Linked DNA regions of Sus scrofa: region 1 is linked to region 2. Evidence: chromatin contacts called from public HiChIP or PLAC-seq data. All regions are on one chromosome and are shown on one strand. The core of a region is the stretch at or near the end of the contact, and the rest is flanking DNA. Distances in the headings are between cores, read along the strand shown.

Evidence for each region. HiChIP or PLAC-seq counts read pairs in DNA pulled down with a chosen protein or histone mark.
Region 1: an H3K27ac HiChIP or PLAC-seq map of alveolar macrophages shows a contact between it and region 2. The contact joins the promoter of MAP3K6 here to the promoter of TMEM222 in region 2. A contact is called at or near these places in 3 of 5 promoter capture datasets (fetal liver, fetal skeletal muscle and liver), 9 of 47 Hi-C or Micro-C datasets (adipose tissue, epiblast stem cells, heart right ventricle and 5 more) and 2 of 2 datasets of contacts at active chromatin or transcription factors (alveolar macrophages and skeletal muscle).

Annotation. Positions count from the first base shown.
Region 1 is chr6:84,584,043-84,586,978 of Sscrofa11.1, reverse strand. It overlaps MAP3K6 (mitogen-activated protein kinase kinase kinase 6), which reads left to right and starts at 1,551. Exons shown (of 29, transcript XM_013988796.2): 1 at 1,551-2,308. The coding sequence starts at 1,729.
Region 2 is chr6:84,545,617-84,548,316 of Sscrofa11.1, reverse strand. It overlaps TMEM222 (transmembrane protein 222), which reads right to left and starts at 1,423. Exons shown (of 6, transcript XM_003482003.4): 1 at 1,175-1,423. The coding sequence starts at 1,371. It overlaps LOC102165905 (a long non-coding RNA gene), which reads left to right and starts at 1,435. Exons shown (of 2, transcript XR_299851.3): 1 at 1,435-1,794.

The DNA.
Region 1 (2,936 bases), core at 302-2,801, 39 kb before region 2:
TACCACCTATGATACGGACCATGATGCCAGTGGGGGCAACTCTGCGGTGACTGTCCTCAGTGCCAGGTGGACACCAGCTACAGATCCTGCTACCAGTCCAATCTCAACAGGTGCTACTCAGTGTCCGAAGCCACCACCCATAACTATGGCTTCAACTCGGCTTCAGCATGGCCACCCACACGATGCTTCGCTAGGGCACCCGAGCAACCAGCACCCTTATCTCTCCTGTACAGCTTCCAGACCCTCGGCTACTTCTCCCCATCGCTAACCACCTCTGCTCTTCTGTCCATGTTTAAAAAATAAATCATTTTAACCCTTTCTTGGCTTGCAGGCCTCTTCCAATTACTGAGAAGAACTTGACAGGGCAGGGGAGGGACACAGGTGTGAGTTCCATTCAAGGAAAGATCTTCTAGTCAGATAGATGGCCTCAAACGGTAATGAGGCTTCTGTCTCTAGAGGTATGCAAGCCGAGGCCAGAGAAACATTTAGTGGCGCACTTGGAAGGATTCAAGCATTCACTGACACTTCTCTTTGGCCCTACAAGTAGACAGTTTTGTGGTGGGAATCAGACAGCTATCTCACCCTCTCTGTTGTCCCCTGCCTGTCCCTTCTAAGTTGTCTGTTTCCACGCTCTGTTGTAAGTCGAGTTCTCATCTTCCACAACTTCTTGCCTGTCTCATTAGGGGCTAGTTTGAACTCAGGCAGGTACATTTTTCTTCCATGGGGCAACATGGCAGTGAAATAGCAGTTACTGAACTAACATTTATTGAGCAGTTAGTTAATTCGCTAGAGTCACATTCTAGAAAGTGGCAGAGCAATAAGTAGTTAAGAGTCTGATCTCTGCAGGCTGATAGGTATTTCTGGGCTCTGTCATGTCATCCTGCTCTGTCATGTAGCTGAGTGATCTTGGACAAGTTACTCAACCTCTCTAAGTCCCCAGTTCCTGATTTCAGAGTCCACAGAGGTTTACACCAGGCTGCTGGCACACTAATTCACACTAGAAGGTTAGGGATTCTTGGAGATTGGAGCTGGGAAGCTATTGCAGCCCAAGGGCTGGAATATCTGGGGTTCTCCTTCAGGGAGGTAGAGAAACATCTGCATAAGGACTCTTAGGTCCCATGGTCACGTGTGGGGTGGAGGTCAAAGGTCAGCAGAGCTCCATAACAGATTGAATTCTTGGGAAAGCAGCCCCCTGGCAAAAGGGCAAAGGACAGGGCTCACATACCATGCTCCTGGCAGCCCAAGGAGCTGGCTTCCCCCAGCCCAGACCCTCCCAGCCTGCACAGCAGGACCTGGAGGACCGACACTCTTCAGGCATTCTCTGCTGTGGTCTACACATCCAGATGTCTCTGGAGATGGATTCTGTCAACAGACCCTTGCAGAGCAGGGCCTGCAATTCTCACTTCTGTCTCAGCGCTGGCCTGGGCACACATCTTATGAGCGCCTGCTGCGAGCAGTCCGCAGTGGTTGGCGTGCACAGGGGCACAGGCTGTTCCGGAAGCGGCCTGTCTCAGAGGTTCTGGCGGGAGAGGAGGGAGAGAAGAGTCCCGGGCCGCTAGGGAGCGGTGCTGCCCCAAGGCCGAGGGTGGAGCTTTCCTGGTAGGCCGGGAAAGGGCTGGGCCCGGCCTACAGGAGAGCGACGGTCGGAGCTCTCCTGTGGAATCCGCGTGGTGGGCACTGCCAGACCCATTCCGGGATCTCCCACGTGACTCAGAAGCGGATCACCAGATGCCCAAGATTCCCGGGACCCAATCCCCGACTCCAGATCCTCAGGATCTTGCAAGTCGGAGCCCGGATTTCGCCCTGGACACCAGATTCCCAAATAGGGGACCTTTAGCAGGACTCCGGATATCCAGATCTTCAGATCCCGAAGGAGATTCCCGATCCCAACCAGATTCCCGATCCCTGGCTCCTGTCTCGCCCCGGGTGCCCAAAACCGGGCGCCCGACGACCGAGCGCCCCCGCATGGCGGGGCCGTGCTCGCGGTCCGGAACCCTGGAGTGCGCCGGCAGCTGCTGGCAGGACCCGCTGGCCGAGGCGCTGAGCCGGGGCCGGCCGCTCGCGGCGTCTCACGGCCGGGGCTGCACGCGAAGCCGGCCCCTCAGCGTGGTGTACGTGCTGACCCGGGAGCAGCAGACCCGGGTGGAGCCCGAGGCGGGAGACGAGGCTGAGCCGCTACCCCTGCGCTGCCTGCGGGAGGCCTGCGCGCAGCTCCCTGGACCGCGGCCGCGGCCTCAGTTGCGCAGCCTGCCTTTTGGGACCCTGGCTCTGGGAGACACTACAGCACTGGATTCTTTTTACAATGCTGGTGAGCGCGCTTGGGGGCGGGGCCTGGGAGCTGGGAGGAGCCGAAGGGGGCGTGGCTCGGAGACTCCCGGGAGACCCCAAGGTCGGTGAGGGGGTGCTCGAGACCTAAAGTGAGCTAAAACTGAGGGGCTTGAGGCGGGGCCGTGATAAAAATGGGAATTTAGGGGATCTGGAGCGCAGCAGGGCTCAGGTTGGGATTTAGCCGATCCAGGCCTGGTTCGGGCTTCAGGGTTGGAGATTAAGCGCTCGGGAGTCGGCATCATGCCTGGGGAGCGGGGCTAGAATTGAGGAGAGGCTGGGAGCGGGGCAGGGTGTGGTATCTCAGGAGTGAGGTTGGAGAACTCAGCCTCAGGATGATCTCGCACGGAGCTCATGAGGGAGGCTCTCATGAGGGAGGCTCCCAGGAGGTGTAACTTGGACTAGGAAAGGGGTTGTACACGTGCGGTTGAAGTTCAGGGTCTTAGCACACCGCTTCCGAAGATCCGGCTGAAGAGGCAGAAAGAGAAGCGAAGGAACCCAACTACACTGGATTCTCCACGAGGGAGCTTAGGTTATGAGGTCCAAGCAGTTATGAGAGAATGGAGCTGGGGCGGGGCTGGAGGCGGAGCAGGGTTGTCCGGGGGCGGAGT
Region 2 (2,700 bases), core at 174-2,673:
GTTTGCTATCCCTTGGGCCGCTCCTGCGGCATATGGAGCTTCCCAGGCTAGGGGTTGAATCGGAGCTGTAGCCACTGGCCTACACCAGAGCCACAGCAACTCGGGATCCGAGCCGCGTCCGCAACCTACACCACAGCTCACGGCAACGCCGGATCGTCAACCCACCGAGCAAGGGCAGGGACCGAACCCGCAACCTCATGGTTCCCAGTCGGATTCGTCAACCACTGCGCCACGACGGGAACTCCGAGAAGTTGGCTGTTTTGGATAGAAGGGACAAATCTATCCCATCAGGTGAGAGGGGATAGGATGGAGTCAAAGAAGAGCAACTTATGGAGTCAGAAAACTGAGTTTGGGATGCCTTTGTTTACTGTCATGTGAACCTGATCAGGGTATTTAATGGTACAGCTTCATCATCTGAGAATGTAATTCCTACTTTAGAAAGTGGCTGTGAAACTCACACACAAGAAAAATGGGCATGAAAGAGCTTGGCCAACTGTCCAGCACTGTGAAGAGTGGTTATTACCAGCTGTCAAGGCTGAAGCACAAGGGCAAACCAGCTCCCCCTCTACTCCCACCAGGAGTTCTTGCTAAAAGGCGCCAGCAGTACCAGAGCATCTGCCTTCTCTTCTGACAAAGACACCCTGCAACTTAAACCCACTTTGCAACTGAGATGGTGTGTGATCTCCAGCCTCATTTGTGAGACAAAGGGTTGGACTCCCAGATCTCTGGGAACCTTTCCAGTGACAGCATCTCAGAAGTCGGTGTGGTCCCAACCAAACTCCCACTCTTGCCTCCAGACCTAGCAGTTGTCTTGCGTATAGGAAGTGATCAGCAATCATTTGTTTAATGAATGAATAAGCCAGTGAGTTGAATGAAGATGTCTCTCTCAGACCCGGTTAGGGGCCGGATCAGTACGCCCACAGGTCCTGAGCTTCCCAGCCACAGAACCTTTTCCGCGGTCAACAACTGTCTTTCTCCCGGATTAGACCGGGTGTAATGAGGGAGGGGAGCTGGTTGTGACCGTCAGCAAAACTGGCGCTGCGCGGGTGGCAGGGTTCTGGCGAACCCCGGACCCTAAGGAAGGGTTTATTGTGCGTTGGGGCCGGGGCAGCGGGAGGACGTCGCGCGGGCTCCGGTTCTCCCGGTCCCAGGGCGGACGCGGGAGGAAACTCACGTGAGCACCGGGATGGGCGTCCACACCACACAGTAGGGGAAGCGGCTCCGCTCAACGTCCATGGCGCCGCCGCTCGCGCAGCTAAATTGCTTCTTGTCCGTGTCGGCCGCCGTCGGCGCCTCCACTTCCGCCATCCCGGGCGGGGGCGGCGGTGGCGGCGGCAACAGGAGCGGCGAACTCCCTTCCGCTTCCGCCATGCTGCGCGCCCGTTCCGGTCGGCCCCCGTCCGGGAGCAGCTCGCTCGGTGGCGTCACTTCCCGGAGGTGCGGTCCGCCCGGCTTGGCCTCCCCCCGGGAATTGGAACCGCGTCCCTCTGGGCCCGGCCTGCCTGGCCCTGGTTCCTTCTGCGCGGACCAGCCAGAAGTGTTTGCGCTGGCACAGCACCGCTGCGGAAGGGATGCCCTCAGGCAGCGCTCAGTCTAGTGCGGGAGACCCACCAAGGACTCTGTCATTCAGTACGCTAAGGGCTCCTAAGAGGGTGGTACGGTCTCTGCTGAGCGCTTCTTAGGCGCCAAGCCTTGCCTTGATATACACTGTTTTTAATCCCCACAGTCTGTTAGACATGCGAATTTGGGTATTTCCCCAGGTTACAAGTGATATATTGACGCTTAAGAGGTGAGGTAAGTGGCCACGACTCAAACCTAAGTCTGTCTCCCCTTTGTCATTCTGTAGTCTCTCACGAGGTAGTGATAAAGGAAGGATAGACTGAAATAATGTGTGGCGTGTGTGTAGAAACAGGGAAGATTTGCCTGAAGATACTTGAGCTGTTTGCCAGGTGGCTCAGGGATGGGGTGGAGGGATGCGTGCAGCCGGGCAGAGAAAAAAAGGCCTTGCAGAACACAGTGTGCAGGAGTGTGAATATCACCTTGGCAGGATTAAATTACAAGCCTTCCATGTGATCCAATCCTTTCATTGTACAAATGGGAAAACCGAGGCTCGGGGAAGTTAAACAGTTGTCTGAGATCGCGCACTATCATGTAAAGAAGCCAGACTCAAACCTTGGATTCTTTGGGCTTTTTTACAAATGTCAAGATAGACAAAGAAAATGGAATCTGCTGGGGTAGGAAGGGGAAAATGGGGGGGGGGGAGGAAGGCAGTGGCTAAAAATCAGGCTAGAGGGAGATTTGGACAAATCCACTTAGGAAGGTTTGAGCTATGCCTTTCCGGGAAGGTTTTTCTTCCACTGAATCACGCTCTCTTAAAGTTGTTCTAAAGAAAGCCTGCTGTCCTGTTTTTAGCACCTAATGTTTCAGTGCGTTTTGAGGGGTATGTCTTTCTGTTATGGAACTCTAAGGTCCTTAATTTCCGTACCTAGCATTGTTCCTAGTGTAGAACAGATGCCCACTAGATATTTACTGATTTACTGAATGATTGAATGGGTGTTTTATAAAGGCCTTGCAGATTATCACCGCAGAAAATGATTCTAACCCACTCAAAATTCTTTGAGTATCTTTGTGCCTCTCCTGTGACCCATGTGTAGTAAGTGATCCTTGAAGGGCAACAACCAGCATCTGGCCAGGTATGGA